Regions from separate parts of the Anas platyrhynchos genome. Here all the other regions are linked to region 2. A link is a contact called in public Hi-C data. All regions are on one chromosome and are shown on one strand. The core of a region is the stretch at or near the end of the contact, and the rest is flanking DNA. Distances in the headings are between cores, read along the strand shown.

Region 1 (3,191 bases), core at 247-2,746, 340 kb after region 2:
AGGTGAAGAACACCATTTTTAGATTGTTTGCTGTGAGCCAGAAAGGGCGTTTCAAGGGTCTACCTTGGTTCACTTAATTGCATACTTTCTACTACAGATTTTGAAAGTAGAACAGTATACACACATGGAATGTACTAAATGTACTAATAAGACAGAATTGGAAAATGTTTGTGGTAGAAACCACAATTAGAATGCAAAACTGTCTTTGTAAACTACAGAAATTGTCAGAAGTCAACCACATGAAGCTTACTGCAGTCCAAAGCATTGTGCCTTTTCTATTACTTTTATGTTACTCACCTATACCAGCACCTTCCCTTCCATACTGCCAAAGAAAGACAGTCATAAGCTGTATAGAGGCACCTTGAGATTGGCAGAATGGGGATGAAGACAGTATGTCATAACTTCATTTTTCAGACACTGCAATTTCAGGACACTTACAAGGACCTACATGGACAAGATCAAAGTGAGTGGCTGTGATTGAGACTGTACCAGTAGAGATATTCTCCAACGAGATAACTTCTGAGTAAGACAGCAATTTCAAGCTCTAACTGCTATAATGTGAAAAAGAAAAAGCATATCACAAATGTATTGAAGGATTTTGCATCACAGCTGACAGCAGTTCTTAAATGAAGAGCCATCACAAGTTGATGAATCAATGTTTTGACACTGAAAAATTGTATTGCATACCTGCATGCAAACACTGGCATATATTAAAGAAAGTGGTTTTATATAGCCTTCAAAAAAAATATCAGCAAATGCATATTTGAAATTGTCACATATTCTGATTCAGTCAGTGATCTGAAGAAAAAAAAAAAACTCCTACTAAAATGAATTCTCAAACATTTCTAAAACTGATGTTCCTGATTTCCCATATTGAGAAGCTTACAGGGTCTTAATGTTCCTTCCAGAACTGATTATGAACAAACACACTGACGTTAATTGCACATATCTGAGCTCTCACAGCTCTCAAGTTCCATATAGAAGGCCCAATGTGTTGTTTACTTCCTTTTGCCTTTCTTCTCCTTAAGTACATACTCATGCTCAGTACCATAAACACTTCCATCAGAGCAAGTAGGATTAGCACAACTGCAAGGAGGCAGGTGAATTTCCTTCTGTTAGAAATGCACTGTGCACAGATTTAACTAACACTTCACCTTATTTGATAGAAGAGAGGTAGTATCTAAAATTGAAATAGAGATAAGCTCTGACTCCTTTCCTTTACAGCTAATAAGACCAGCGATGAACTTGGATTTGTGATAGAACTGATCAGCTGTACTCCACAGGGAGAGAAGCAGAGCATAAAGGACTCATTTCTGCCCTAAAGTCTCTTTAATCCAAAAGAAGACAGAAAGAGAGAAAAGAATCTCAGAAATTTGCAAACATGTTGTCTTCTAGTTAAATATCAACAAAGATGAAATTTTACAACAGTGCTAGCAGAGGCTCGGTATTTCTAAGGCATGAGTTCTACTTGGGTAGGATCTAGAGGCTCAGAGTCACACAGAAGTGGAGCCCTGAAAAAAAAAAAAATGTACTGAGAAAAACTTTGCTTGCAAAGCTGTCAGTCTAACCAGAGAAATCAGGCAAGCGTGAAGAAAGGTGTCCTAATATTTCCCCTCTTGAAGGTGGAAACCTTAACTGTTAAGTTATAAAGCCATGCAAATGTGGTAGAAGGGGGATCTCTGGAGCTCATGCCCAGTGTGTCGATCTGCAGGTTTCTACTGTGGCACCTAAACGACAGCCACCCCAGAAACATTTAGGAGGATCCCCAGACTGCATGCTGATGTGAGCATGGGTTAAACTGAGGCTCTGCTGCATCTTCTGTTTTCACAACTGAAGCCATTTGTCCCTGGAAGAGACTGTCACCGCTGCAGAGTTGATAACACAAGGCAGCAAACCCTTAACACTCAGACTACCGAATGTACAACAGATTGACATGATTAGGATTTCATTTCAGAGATAATATTAAGCTGCAGAGTGACCTTCATTCCTTGAAAGAAGCAAGTTCCTGTCTGCTTTACAAGTTAGGGCTTTCAGCTCCAGGCAGGCTAAGACGAACCACCAAGGCATTTACCAGCCACAAACCCCTGGCCAGCAGGAAGGACGAGGTGCAGGCTGAACACACACCTCAGCAGAAACGTTCTGGTGTGGCCACCCAAGATTTGGTCGTTACATTAAAAATTATATGTGTAAAAATTGTATAGCAATTGTGCTGAGCACAGCCTGCCTTGAGTTAAATACCTTAAAATGCCCCAAAGAATCAAGCCAAATACAGAGACAGCCCTTCTGCACAGAAACAGCATCTTCTGAAAATTTTAACTTATATAAAACCAAATATAGCAGATAAAGATTATTTCGTTTTTCTTGCTTCATTAGCTCCTTTGCAACATATATTTTTAAGGATTTTACAAGAGTATTTGTGTATATATACCGGCCAACTTAATTATAACTGTTACTGACTCCTCATATAAAAATGGGGATTTGTAAAATTGATGTAGTCTGTTCCCAGCAATAAACGTGATTTATTCCTATGATCTTGTTCGCAAAGCAGAGAGAACAATTAAGACAGCCATCCCTCCATCTCAGGTTGAATGAAGCATCACAAATCACCTAATCCTTTGTCTTTTACGGTCAAGCTATAACCTTGTCCTCCACTCACTGCAACGGTGTACAGGTGCTTTGCTTGAGGCCTGAGGACAGGCAAGCAAACACCTTTTAAGATCAGCTTCACCAACTGAATGCAATTACTATGGAAATGAAAAAGCAGGTCTCTTCTCTTGACTCCAGAGAATTATATCCCAAAGTTGCTAATGATCTCTTCACAACTTAAAACTGCAGCATTCGGATATTCCCACAAACACCGACATTAGGGTTCATACTCAGTCTTGCAGTAGAACTGCAACGCATTTGTCTTCTTGTCAGTGAGAGCGTGCCCAGGAGCAGGGCAGTTTAACTCTTTTACTCAGCCTGAGCTCAGCGAGCGGGGCCACACCAGTGGAGACCAACAGCGAAGGTAACGCAGGAAAGACAGCCTGCCTTAGCGCCACATGTCAGTGCGACCAAGAAGCAAATCAGGCACATTTAATTCCTCAGGAACAAGCAGGAGAATAAGAATAAGACTGCTGAACAGCTTCAGAGGAAGAAAATGTTTGACTGTGAAGGGGAAGTTTTTTTTTTTTTTCCATGATCCATTT
Region 2 (3,482 bases), core at 613-3,112:
TCTTGCTTTAAAGCATAACTCTGAAGGGATAATATGAACTTCTGCTGTCTTCTGCAATAGGTTCAGCATAAACGTGTTCCCTGTGGAAAAGATGAAGTTAGCCTGTTTGTGACTGCCATTGAAAACTCCTGGATTCATTTGAGGAGAAAGAAGCGAGAGAGAGTAAGGCAATTACGAGAACTTCCTCGAGCTTCTGAAGATGTTCTTCAAGCAATGGAAGAGGAAAAAAACGGCCAGAAAAGTGTGAGCAACAGTTCGGACTGTGAAAAACCCAAGACTGAAGACTCTGAAACAGGGTTTATGGCACCCGATGAGGATGTCCACTTGACCGCAGATGACAAGCTAACGGAAGAATCTGCTGCCAAAGAAGAACATAGTGCGCACATGGAGGAGGAGGAGACAGAAGCAAAGCAGGCAGAAACGTCATGTAACAAAGGTTCCAGTAATGCGAAGGAGGAACCTCAGCCTTCAGAGGAAGCTGGCAATCCAGCAGTTGAAAAAGGGCAGAGTCCTAAAGAAACTAGTAGATGTTTTCTTTTCAAGTGTTTAATGAATGTGAAGAAAGAAGGAAACGATGTACTAGTAGAAATGCACTGGGTTGAAGGACAGAACAGAGACTTGATGAACCAGCTGTGCACATACTTACGGAACCAAATTCTTCGACTAGTTGCTAGTTAGCCCTTTTTCCCCACTTTGGTAGAATGAGTCCTCAAATTTTGTAAACTTTGTAATGGTTTAACATTTTCAGTCAGAAAAAAAAAATAGTAAAGTGGAGATATTTTAAATATATTTTTTTAAACGTGCAAGGAGTACATGAAATATCACTTCATGTCCAATGAAATGCTGGGAAATAGTATCTCTTGTGCTTCAGTTGTAAAACAAAATGTTACAGTGCAACGTGTCTATACTGTGACCATTTCGAATATCAACAGTGCTCATTCTGGTCTTTTTTTCTGATGCAAAAGATATATATATATATATTGTTACCAAGTAGGAATCTTTACTGAAACATTTTCTTCAATCTTTTTCAAACTAATGCAGGAAATTGTTACCTGCTTTGGGAATTGCCGTCTGCAGCTGAGTCCTCAGCTGAGGGTTTAAGTATGCCTCTGTTCCCTTAATGCATTTACCTGTTGGGCTACAGAGCAGCAGGATGGATATATCCTCCAACTATCAAATCAGATAAAAAATCACTTTAGAAAAATCACTTTAGAATACATACGATGTATTTTTCTGGTGTTTGGGCTTTGAAACACTGAAGAGCTTACTGTAAGTGAGCACCGGTTTCTATAAACTTCATTCTAATGCCTAAATATTGATGTCTCTGGAGAAGTTAAATTAGTTGTACACCTTCAGAATCTGAGGAGATTATTTCTGGCTAGGTGACCTATTGAAAACATAGAAGGCAAGTCTGTTTGTGCTATCGTGTGCTTATCTTTTCAGCCTGTTTTATGCAAGGATGACAAGCCTCACAAGGTAAGCCCGTGTGCCTGTGATGCACTTGTTATTCTGAGGCAGACTGCAGTGTCCTGCTTCGTTAATTACCTCCACCTTCCCCTTGTACAACATGAGTAGCTTACACTCCTCAGTGCTGCTTAACCAAAGCTGTTACACTTCCAAAAAGAAAACCAATAGCGATTAGGATGGAGGAAAAGTAATTAAAAGGGCGTCATTGGTGTAAAAGCGGGTTAGTGTCATTGCGTCTGTAGCAATAAGGGAAGAATCTCAAGTCACACTTGCGTACAGCTCCACAAAAGTGTTTGGGGCATGCCAGGAAGAGGCAAAAGGTATCACTGGGACCGAATTTGTTTTTGTGGAACGGACGGGAAGAAAAAAAACACCTCAGGGAGCCGCGCGCTGCGGCCGCTGGGGGCAGAGGCCGCCGTTTGAATGGCGCGGCGGGAAGATGGCGGCGCCCCCGCTAACGGCGGCGGGGCGGCCGCTGCCCCCAGGGCGGGGAGGGGGGCACCGCTCAGCCCCCATGCCCCCAGCCCGGCCGTGCTGAGCCCCCCGCCCGGCCTCCAGCGCTCCCTGCACGGCAGCGGCTCTCCAGGTAGCGGCTGGGAGGGCAGCGGGGCTGCCGGCGGCGCGTTGGGCTTGTGGGCGCCCTCAGCCCTCGGGCAGGGCAGGGGGGAGCGCCCGGTGCTGCCCGGTTCTCCCTGAGGGAGGGGAAGGGAAGGGGCTGCGGCTGGGGGTGCGCTCTGGGGCCGGGGGGTGCGTTGGGGCTCCGAGGGGCTTCCTCGGCTCTGCTGCCCCGCTGGGGAGGTGAGGGGAGGCGGCTGGAGGCGGGCACGGTGCTGCTGGGTGCCTCTCAACCGCGGGTCCTGTGCTTGGCTTGGCCTCTAGGTGCTGCCACAGCACAGCGATCCGTATGGCCTGGGTGCGGGGAGGAGCGCCTGGCTGGAGTTGATTGAAGAGCACAAGAAGCTGGTGAAATGGACTAGATATAAAAACATGGCATTAAGTGTTCCTGCGTAGTGCCCTGATACCTGCAAAGGCAGGGGAGTGTGGTGGTTTTGCGTGATATCTCACCTATATGTGCAACGTTTGACACAGGTGCTCGTAACTTCATCTCACAATATTTTTATCACTCTCTAAATGATTTACATCTCCCAGCCGCTTCTGCAGTCAGGTAGCGTCTTCTCCCCAGCGTGGCTACGTGCTGCAAGATGCAGTTTTGTCAGCTCCTGTGAATGGAGCTGAGCGAGGCGATGTGCGTGTCTCCTCAGGACACCTCCAGGACTCAGTGTGTCCCCCTCACCCCAGGTTCTGCAAGGGTTTTCCTTCAGATGCGTCTAAATGCCCAGTCTTTAAATCCAGCAGTGTGTCTCATCCTCATTTTGACTTTCTTAGCATTTTTCTAGTACGTTACAGAGGTTAGTGCAGTATTGCGCTTGTATACATGGGTCTTTAAAACTTGTTTCCTAAGGCACAAGTTTTGAAACTTATGTTCAGTGCTAATCTCAAGGTATTCTTCCAACATTAGAATCATGTAATCCTTTACTCATGCTGTCTTTTTACACATAGTTCACTGTTTTTAACTTTAGGAAAGAAGCTTGAGATCCCTTTGTGCATTTTGTTTTACTCTTTTATAGGGTTACAAATCCTAATTCTGCCACGCTGGTGGCAGTCAAGGACAGACAAACCCGATCTCCTTTAAATGCCCCATGGGAAGCCTGTTCTCCTTGTGGCATGCTGTTATTCACTTCCAATAGTGCTGAATGTTTTGTTCAGTATTTGTATAGTGTTTTGATTATCACAGAGCTGAGCTATATCATCTTTTTTATGTATTTGTGCACAGGACAGTGGTCAAGTACCAGTGATTGCTAGGTTGGGGTTAACCTCAGGAAGGTTGTTGCAGTTTTTCATATGTTGAATATAAGTTCTAGATGCTACACAGTACATAGTACTACAAGCATAAGCAGGCAGTGTTTTTCTGATCTACCTTGCCCTTCCACTGTTACAACAATGGTGGAAAATTC
Region 3 (3,504 bases), core at 369-2,868, 280 kb after region 2:
CTTATGCTTGCTATTCAAACAAAAATTCCACTGAAGAACCCAACCAATATGTAAGAGCCAATGCTAAACAAATTTGGAAACTTTTAATATTTATGCTGTTCCACTCAGTTTACTGTCATATAATCACAGTCTTCAGTACTGATGCTAAAATAAAAACCACCCTAGATCTACATCCAATCTCTCAGAAATAATTAATATGCTATGTACAGCAAGAACTGCACTGTCTTTTTATTTCTAGCTCGTGCCTTTTTCTTAAAAAAAAAAAAAAAAAAAAAAAAAAGGAGAGAAGGAAAAGGAGAGAGGATGGTAACGGAGAGGAGGGGGGTAGATACACACTGTTTTGAATTTCTGATGACTTGTAAACATTATTTGTACTAGCACCAATTGATCTGCTTTTCTGTCCACAATCTTGCTACTAGTTTGGAGCCCAAGAGTGAACTCCAGATTGGCCCCTGGATGCTGAAATCAAGGCTTTACGAATTTCCTGGCTACCCCAACTCTGCAGCAGTAAGAAAACGAACCAAAACCGAACCACAGACAAACAGAGCACGAGAGCTGTCTCCTCATTTCCAAAGTCCTTATACAACCACTGCAGTTCCCGAGTAAAAAGGCTTCTTGGCATCACGTTGCTGCCCCCCTCAAAAAAAAAAAAAAAAACACAACACATACACACAGAAGAGCGTTTATTATTGCCGTAGTAGAGATGAATAAAGGTTACAGCCCTTACCTTACAGATTTGGAAATAATCTGAAGTTAGCGTCTCCTGGACCTCCTCTCGGGGAGTCCCCGCAGCCCCTGCAGTCCCTGCCGGGTGCACGGAGCCGCCGCCAGCCCCGCTGCCTCCGCCGCCGCCGCCGCTGCCACCGGGCGAGGAGGCGGTCAGACCATCCAAAACTTTGCGGAAATTAAATTTCTTCATTTCGGAAAGATCTGCCAGGAAGATGTGCAGGGGTTGTTGGGGGGTTGGGGGGGGGTGAGGGGGTGGGAGAAAGGCTGCGCCGTACCGGGTCCGGCTACATGTAGCGGGGAAAGTCTGTGGCGGTCCTCCGAGTGAGGCAGCACTTTAGTGCCGACCCGGCATTAGGTGTAATTGACGGAAAAACGCGAAGGCTTCATTCTGGCGGGCGTGCGAGCTGCTCGGGCAGCCCCCTTCAGAAATAATGATGAGATAATGATAATTTAAAAAATAAATAAATAAATAAAATTCCTCAAGCAGCGGAGCTACGGTTGATGCTCAGAGGCGGAGGAGCGATGGAGCAACCGCCACCCGCCTCGCTCCCCAAGCCCCCATCGAGCAGCGGGTTAAAAAATGGGAAGCGAAGGCGAAATTCGGAAAAAATATATATATTTATAATTAAAAAAAAAAAAAAAAATTCAGCCTGCCGCTGCCGGAGCGGGCTCCATCCCCTTCTCCCTCTTCCCGCGGCCGAAGGTTTGTTTGCCCTGCGGGGCTGGGCTATTCAGCGCCACAGGAGCCGGCTGCCACGGTCCTTCCCCCCCCCCTCCTCCTCTTCGCCCCGCCACCGCCCTCCTGCGGCAGCCGCCGGCCCTGAGGCGACCGCCGCTAACGGCCGGCGCTAACGGTCGGCGCTAACGGCCGCGGCGCGAGCGCGGGGCGGGAGCGGGAGCGGGAGCGCGAGCCCGGGGCGGCGGCCGCTCTCCGAGGTGCTGAAAGCCCCGCCCCCAAGCCCGGGAGGGGCGGGGCGAAGCCTGGGGGATTGACAGCTCGGGGAGGGGAGGGGGGTTCTCATTGGTGCGGCTGCCGGAGAGCGGGCCAATGGGCGCAGCGCTGGGTGAGATGAGCACGCGCTTCCGCCAATGGGAAGCGCCGCCCCGCCGAGTTCCCTCCCCTTTCGCCTTCCCCTCACGACGCCCCGCCCCAATGCGGTGCGAGCGGCGGTTGTTGGCCGTTGGCGCTGTGGCAGCGCCGTGAGGGGCGCCAGGGGGACGTGGCCACCCTGAGCCCCCTCAGCTCACCTCACACGCCACCCTACAACACCCCTCCTTTGCTTTTCTCCCCCTCCTGCGCTGTGTGGAGCATGGAGCAGACACAAAATGTGGCAGAAAACAGTCTTCTGCCGTTGCCACCAGTAACGGCTGCTGCGATGCCGTCCCAACCACTGTGGTGAAACAACACACCTTCACCATTTGGTCACCCAAACCCTATCCCAAGCACATGCAGGTGACATAGAGTGGCATCTCCAATGTAGGATGTGACTACAGAAACATTAACCCATGCACAAGACTCCATAAAAAGTTTATCCAGGTCAGAAATGAGAAGGCAGCTATTAGCAGTGACTCATGACGTGGTGCTGTCAACGTGGCTGGAAGCTCAGAAGTGACTAAAACAGTGTGAGGAACATACTCTGTGTGGCACTAAATATGTAGCATCTCTTGTATAATAAAACCACACAAGTGATACACATTGGTCACATTTTGCAGCTTCTTCAGGCGTGCTTTATATCATTTTTGGTACTCATAATACCTAATTTTATTTTTTATTTTTTGGTAAATCCTATGTTTCTGTAAGGTAATATTTATTTCAGCTTCATACATTGAGCTCCGTGTGTTTATTTTTCAGCTCATCTGTTTGTGTTCCAAAAGATTTTAGTGCTCCCCATCTGAACAATAAAAAGATTCCAGTGAAGTTCAAGGAATAAAGCTTGACTCGCGTCCTGTTGAAAAATAAAGGATACGTTTCTGATGAAACTGGAAAGGGTTCTGTAGCCAGAAAAAGGAACGGGATTTGTTAGGGGAAACAAGATATGTTAAGGACTATGGCTAGGAGACAGAATGAAAAGGGCGACAGCACTGAGTAAGCAAATCTGTAAAGATGTAAGTGAAGTGTTTTGGAAAATAAGGAAAAGTCAAAACTCAACTGAGGCTATTTGAAGAATGCCATGTCCTAATGCCACGTCCTACTGATTTGTGCTCACTACAGGCAAAGCATGTGAGGAAAGAAAGTAAAAAACAAAAACAAAAACAAAAACAAAACAAAACAAAACACGAAAGATAAGAACATGAATTGTAAATGTGAAAGGGAAAGATAAGGTTAAAAATGAGATAACTAGGATGAAGAAAATGTCATGGACAGACTTGCAAAAAAGAGAATAGACCGAGAGTTGGGGATGCTAAAGGGAGAAAAGTGGATAAGATAATTAGTTCTAAGTGAAGAAAAGTGAAGATTGAAATTAGAAGAACGATAAAATGCCTTTGGAAATAGAATAGGATATGTATATTTTTGGAATATCAACATCCGCCTTTCAGGTTATCAGTACTAAGATCTGGGTGTTGATTATTTATCATCTCAGAGTATCCAAAAGTGTTTGTAACCTCGCACTGCAGAATTGCAGTTAAAAAAATAAACTTTTAGAGAAAAAGAAAAAAAAAAGAAAAAATAAAAAAGGATACTGTCATAGCAAAACATTGTGCGTGTCTGTTTTAAAACACTAGGTAAAATACTTCAGTTCACTTGTGCAAACAAGGCATGCAGGTACCTTTTGA

What was found. Hi-C and Micro-C count contacts between places; a contact is called where the count stands out from the background.
Region 1: a Hi-C map of F1 follicle shows a contact between it and region 2, with 2.9 times the contacts expected there. The contact joins the enhancer-like site here to the promoter of POLQ in region 2. A contact is called at or near these places in 2 of 8 Hi-C or Micro-C datasets (F1 follicle and subcutaneous adipose tissue).
Region 3: a Hi-C map of F1 follicle shows a contact between it and region 2, with 2.4 times the contacts expected there. The contact joins the promoter of STXBP5L here to the promoter of POLQ in region 2. A contact is called at or near these places in 2 of 8 Hi-C or Micro-C datasets (F1 follicle and small yellow follicle).

Annotation. Positions count from the first base shown.
Region 1 is chr1:84,494,160-84,497,350 of IASCAAS_PekinDuck_T2T, forward strand. All of the region lies in intron 2 of GTF2E1 (general transcription factor IIE subunit 1), which reads right to left. Among named protein-coding and RNA genes, the nearest start is that of GTF2E1, 20 kb to the right of the region's middle. Within about 2 kb of position 1,497, at least 1 of the 8 cell types and tissues checked has an H3K27ac peak or open chromatin away from gene starts, as enhancers often do. A contact at or near this core is called in F1 follicle, where this site is marked.
Region 2 is chr1:84,156,405-84,159,886 of IASCAAS_PekinDuck_T2T, forward strand. POLQ (DNA polymerase theta) reads left to right here and starts at 1,863. Exons shown (of 30, transcript XM_027449663.3): 1 at 1,863-2,053. The coding sequence starts at 1,891. It overlaps METTL16 (methyltransferase 16, RNA N6-adenosine), which reads left to right. Exons shown (of 9, transcript XM_005014969.6): 9 at 61-1,409. The coding sequence ends at 678.
Region 3 is chr1:84,435,111-84,438,614 of IASCAAS_PekinDuck_T2T, forward strand. STXBP5L (syntaxin binding protein 5L) reads right to left here and starts at 1,619. Exons shown (of 30, transcript XM_072043761.1): 1 at 1,005-1,619; 2 at 728-930. The coding sequence starts at 919.